2 separate regions of the Mus musculus genome follow, and region 1 is linked to region 2. A link is a contact called in public HiChIP or PLAC-seq data. All regions are on one chromosome and are shown on one strand. Each heading gives the region's core, a stretch centred on a gene start, on an enhancer-like site or on the middle of the called end of the contact. The rest is flanking DNA. Distances are from core to core; before and after follow the strand shown. Region 1 has its middle 140 kb from the start of Kcnj2. Region 2 has its middle 19 kb from the start of Map2k6.

Evidence for each region. HiChIP or PLAC-seq counts read pairs in DNA pulled down with a chosen protein or histone mark.
Region 1: an H3K4me3 HiChIP or PLAC-seq map of bone marrow-derived macrophages shows a contact between it and region 2, with 6 times the contacts expected there. The contact joins two enhancer-like sites. A contact is called at or near these places in 1 of 115 datasets of contacts at active chromatin or transcription factors (bone marrow-derived macrophages) and 1 of 9 other capture datasets (macrophages).

What each region holds. Positions count from the first base shown.
Region 1 is chr11:111,209,504-111,212,260 of GRCm38.p6, reverse strand. No RefSeq gene overlaps it. Among named protein-coding and RNA genes, the nearest start is that of Kcnj2, 140 kb to the right of the region's middle. Within about 2 kb of position 1,495, at least 5 of the 459 cell types and tissues checked have an H3K27ac peak or open chromatin away from gene starts, as enhancers often do. A contact at or near this core is called in bone marrow-derived macrophages, where this site is marked.
Region 2 is chr11:110,378,691-110,381,390 of GRCm38.p6, reverse strand. No RefSeq gene overlaps it. Among named protein-coding and RNA genes, the nearest start is that of Map2k6, 19 kb to the left of the region's middle. Within about 2 kb of position 1,275, at least 179 of the 459 cell types and tissues checked have an H3K27ac peak or open chromatin away from gene starts, as enhancers often do. A contact at or near this core is called in bone marrow-derived macrophages, where this site is marked.

The DNA.
Region 1 (2,757 bases), core at 246-2,745, 830 kb before region 2:
CCCTCCCCATACCCTGAATAAACTCTACTCTCTACTATACCATAGTGTGGCTGATACCTCAGGAGGAAGGGATGCCTCAGCATGGGCCCACAGAGGCACTCCCTTGCCCCACACTATATTGCACCTCCACCAAACACACAGTCCTTCCTTATCTTTTAATAAAACACGACAAAGGCTGCATTCGAAAGCCCCCGAGTCCTTCTTACTTGTCCTCTAGTGCTGTGGCAGTCTTTGAAGATTCACATGATTCTAATTAGTTCCATTCACATGACACTTACTGCTTTTAATTTATTTTTAAAAAAGGATGGTTGGTTTAAAAATAGTAGGTGCCAGGCTGTGGGACTTGTTCCGTGATTAGAGCACTTGCCACAGAAGTATAAGGAACTGAATTAGGATCTCCATGTAGGCAGCCAGTCCGTAATCCTAGCACTTAGGAGGCAGAGCCAAGGGATTACCAAAACAAGCTGGCTATTTGGGGTCAAGTGAGAGACTCTGCCTTAATGAATAGAGTGAGGTGAGGCTGAAGATGACACAGACATCTGCTCAGGATCTTCACCCATGAACATAGGTGCATGTGCACCTGCACATACATGTGAACACACCTAGTGTCCGGTGCCACAGAATTAAGCTGCTGCTATTTGATCACTGTGAGGATAGTGTCTAAGACCTGAAGGCAAAAGAGACAGTTTCTTCTTGGACAAGGTAGCCCCTCCTTTCTCTGCTTGTTTAAAGAACAGATAGAGTGTAGGTTAGCTCATAAAATTGGCAGGATACATTTTCAGGAGATGAAAAAAGACCCAAGCCAATCTTGGAGGGATCAACGGGTAATAAGGTGTAGGATTATGTCCCATAGAGTCAGATTATAGGTGGTGAGCTTCACACAGAAAGTTGATCCTTTGGGACCATTTGTCCCATCTTTGAACCTACTTCCTACAAAAATGAAAAGAAAGAAAAGGGGGGAGGGAGGGAGGGAGGGAGGGAGGGAGGGAGGGAGGGAGGGAGAGAGAGGAAGAAGAAGAAGAAGAAGAAGAAGAAGAAGAAGAAGAAGAAGAAGAAGAAGAAGAAGAAGAAGAAGAAGAAGAGAAGGAGGAGGAGGAAGAGGAGGAGGAGAAGAGGAGGAGGAGAAGAGGAGGAGGAGGAGAAGAGGAGGAGAGGAGGAGGAGGAGAGGAGGAGGAGGAGGAGGAGGAGAGGAGAGAAAAGAAAAGAAAGGAAAGGAAAAGAAAAGAAAAGAAAAGAAAAGAAAAGAAAAGAAAAGAAAGAGTTACACAGTTTGCAAATAATTTCAGATCTCTATCAAATCCCTGAGGCTGAGGCTGAGTCCTTGGATTCAGATTTGTAATGACACCCAGAAAGACACATGAAAGGCAATGGGCAGACAAAGTGCTGGCAGGATAGAAGGATGCTGGAACACAAAGAGGAAGCACCAGTGTGGAAGCCAGCCTTGCCATAGTCTGCTGTGGATCCCATGGTATGCTCCAAATTCTCTTGAGCTGATATGGCAAAGGCAAGGCTGGCTTCCACACTGGTGCTTCCTCTTTGTGTTCCAGCATCATTTATTCACAAAGAGGCAGCAGTTTTTTCTTCCCCTTTCTCATCCTAAGCACAGTCAACTGAGAGAGATTCTGGGATAGAGTTAGCATGCTGACACTAACCATTCAGCTTTCATTTCTTGGTTTATCCCTGGTTGCAGGGAGGGGAGGGTGTTATCAGACTCTCCAACTCTCCACTCCTTGGGTTCTGTACTTATTCTGTCCTGAAATTGCATGTCCACTTTATCTGTTCAGTTGATTTTCAGCTCTCATGTTGTCATGTGATGGTTTGATCTTAACAAGGATAGGTGTCTCTTCAAACACTGAGCATCTGAATTTGCTCACAGATCAAAGTGTGTGTTTGTGTGTGTGTGTGTGTGTGTGTGTGAGAGAGAGAGAGAGAGAGAGAGACAGACAGACAGACAGACAGACAGACAGACAGACAAACAGACAGAGAGACAGAGATTCCATTCAGTCTTTGGTTTCCTGGGTGTAGTGTTTGACCCAGGGAGTGGCACTATTTGGAGGTGTGGCCTTGGAGTAAGTGTGTCACTGTGGCTGTGAGCTTTAAGACCCTCTTCCTCGCTGCCTGGAAGACAGTATTTTCCTAGCAGTCTCCGGATGAAGGTTTAGAACTCTCAGTTCCCCCTACGATGCTCCCACCTCGATGATAATGGACTGAACTTCTGAAACTGTAAGCTGGTCCCAGTTGAATGTTGTCCTTATGGAAGTTGTCTTGGCCATGGTGTCTATTCACAGCAGTGTCAAACCCTAACTAAGACACTGGGTTTTATGGCAAGCATATTTGTCCAAAATTGATTCTGTTCCCAAGAAGCCCCATTTTAACACTTTCACAATCTTCCCAAAGCAGTTTCTCAACCCTCAAATAATCCTTGACAACCAACTTTATAACCAACATTCTTAAAAGTCACTTAGTATTTTATAAAATCAATATTCTTAAGCCATTATTTAAACATTTGCAGCCCCACCCCCACCCCGTTTGTCTGTTTAACTGGTCCATATTTCTGAACTTAGTTTCTGATAAACCTGTGGAATAAATATTCTGATTAATTCCACAGTACCTGGCAAAGTATCTGTACTTTTTAATATATAAAGATTACTTCATGGCTTAGCAAATCTGCTTCAATAACAAATATCAATGTTGTTCTCATCTTGCTGAAACCGAGAGCGGATGTGTTAGTTTTGATGATGTTTTGCTGATCTTCT
Region 2 (2,700 bases), core at 26-2,525:
TCCAATCAACTTAACTTTAGGAATTAATGGTTTTGAAAAGATAACGAGTGAAAAAAATTAAGATTTCCATTTTTCAGGATGCCTGAAATTTCATCAAAGACAAAAGTTTCTGCAGGGTTAAACATCAACCAACAACCCATTAAAAAGTGAACTGAGCCTTGTCTCCGGAAAACAGTACCTAAAAGAAACAAAGACACAGGAGTGTTGGTGAGATGGTTCAATGGTTAGAGCCGCTCTTGCTGAGAACCTAAGTTTGTTTCCCACATCCAATATCTGGGACCTCAGTACGGCCTGGCCTGTGATGTCAGCTCCGGGGTATCAGGCACCTTCTTTTGACTTCCACAGGTACCTGCACATACACCTACTTAAATAAAGTTAAAGTCAAAAGAAATAATCATTCATAGAGGAGGAAATGAAGACCTGGAGAGCCAGACCCCTCAGTGGTGGGCGGTATTCCAGTCTCCTTTTCTATCCATTTTACATACTGCCTTGGATGCAGGATGACACCTTATATGAAATCATCTTTCTAGTCGCTGTGTGCACACACTCTGGGTTCTATTTCTGTATTCATTGGAATAGACAATTTAGGTGATGCACTTGAAATACTCCCAGAACAAAGACCAATTTCCGTGAAGGTTATGAGCACTCCTGAGTTTTACAAATACAGAGGGGGGAAAAAACTGTGTCCCTGTTGTTGTAACATTTAGATAACGAAATGTGCCAGGTTTACAGAGTCCCTCGATGAGCCTCAGGAAGCGAGCCCACTCTGCGTATTGATTTTATTTGGGGATTCACAGACTGGCTGTAAACAGTTCCCAAGCAGCACGACATCAGTAAATAACAGTGAGCGGTGCAGAGCGTGGAGGGCTGAGAGGATGTGGGCCCTAGCCCAGAACGTGCGTTCCTCTTCTTCTTCTTCTGAAAGCGAGTGTGCCATTGGTCTGTTTGTCGTCCTTAGTCTAGGTTTTGGGATCAGAGCACGAATCTGTGTGCGACTGCAACCAACCACCTGTTTTCTTCAAATGGAAGTGAGAAGGTCGCCTAAGGACAATACATTAATCCCTTTGGCACCGCGTAGCCATTTGCTTGTTTTGTTTTACTTAGAAGAGATGCTTGGAGCTTTGAGTAGAACGGCCTCCCAGTTGGACCCGTCACGTGACTCCACCCAGACTCTCCGCGTGCTGTCCAAACACACAGTAGTAATGTAGGAGATTCCAAAGTTCAGAGTAACCCTGAGCCTTGGCTCCCTCTGCCTTTCTCCGGGGATGTTTACACACTGACGCCGGCTTTAATTGCACCAATGGTGTCTTGCAGGAGATCTGAGTCCCTTGACACAGGCAGGAGCAGTGCTCATGTTTAAAACGTTCCTAAGCGCCTGGATAACTGCAAATCCACGTATCGCAAGAAGCGCAGCTCCTGCACACTGCCTTGCTTCCTTTTCGTGAGCCCAGAGATTGCCGGCTTTGTCTGCCGCCCAAACTTCCCCTGAAGTTCCTCCACGGTTGGGGGCACAGTCCTGCCTAAACTTGCTTCTGTCACATTCCACACCCAGGGCAGAGTTCTGCATGTGGGAACACCATGCCCTTGCCCGGGACCTTGTTATGTAACAACCATAAATGCTCTGGTGTGCCTGTGTACAAGCTAGGAGGAAGAGGCGAAGGCAGAACTCAGTTTTGAAGCCAGGTGTGGTGACACATAGCCGCAGTGCCATGAGCCAGATGGCTGAGGCAGAAGGAGTTTGAGGGTAGCCTAGGCTACACAGAAAGACTCTTGTCTCCAAGTAAACTAGCAGCAGCTACAAAAAAAAAAAAAAAAAAAAAAAATCAAACTAAGCCTCGATTTCATTTCTATGCAAAAGAAAGCATTGGGGCACTCTCTCAGAGTGTGGCCTAAAGGCAGCTTCCCCTGTTGTAGTGAATGCACTAGAAGATCACAGAGGGTGACTGAAACAGGAAAAAAAGGGTAGGAGTTCATAAGCCTTGTTTTAGCCCTCAGTGCAGAAAATTACAGCTGGTTTAAAGTTTTCAATAATCTGCTTTATTAACTGATAGTTGGATTCTAGCTGCTGAGAGACCAACATGTTCATTTAGGTATATCCAGACACAGGAGTCATAGGATGTCATTTGTTCACTCATTCACTGATTCACTACTCACTCATTCATCCACTCACTCATTCGCTCACTGATTCACTATGCATTCACTCATTCATTCATTCATTCATTCACTCACTCGCTGATTCATTCACTCATTCACTCACTGATTCACTATTCACTCACTCATTCATTCATTCATTCATTCACACATTCATCCCTTTGGTCTGTTTTGCAAGGAAGATCAGAATAGTGAGTGATGAAAGTGGGCCTTCCGGGCTGGTGAGATGGCTCAGTGGGTAAGAGCACCCGACTGCTCTTCTGAAGGTCCAGAGTTCAAATCCCAGCAACCACATGGTGGCTCACAACCATCTGTAACAAGATCTGACGCCCTCTCCTGGAGTGTCTGAAGACAGCTACAGTGTACTTACATATAATAAATAAATAAATCTAAAAAAAAAAAAAAAGAAAGTGGGCCTTCCTATCTCCTTTGGTGACCTCTTTCTTCTGAATGGTGTGTGCTTTTTTTGTGTTGTAGATAGAAAGACCTTTGATTGTAAAATCAACTTTAGATAGCTATCAATAGTTGGCAGTCACAGCAATTGTTTTT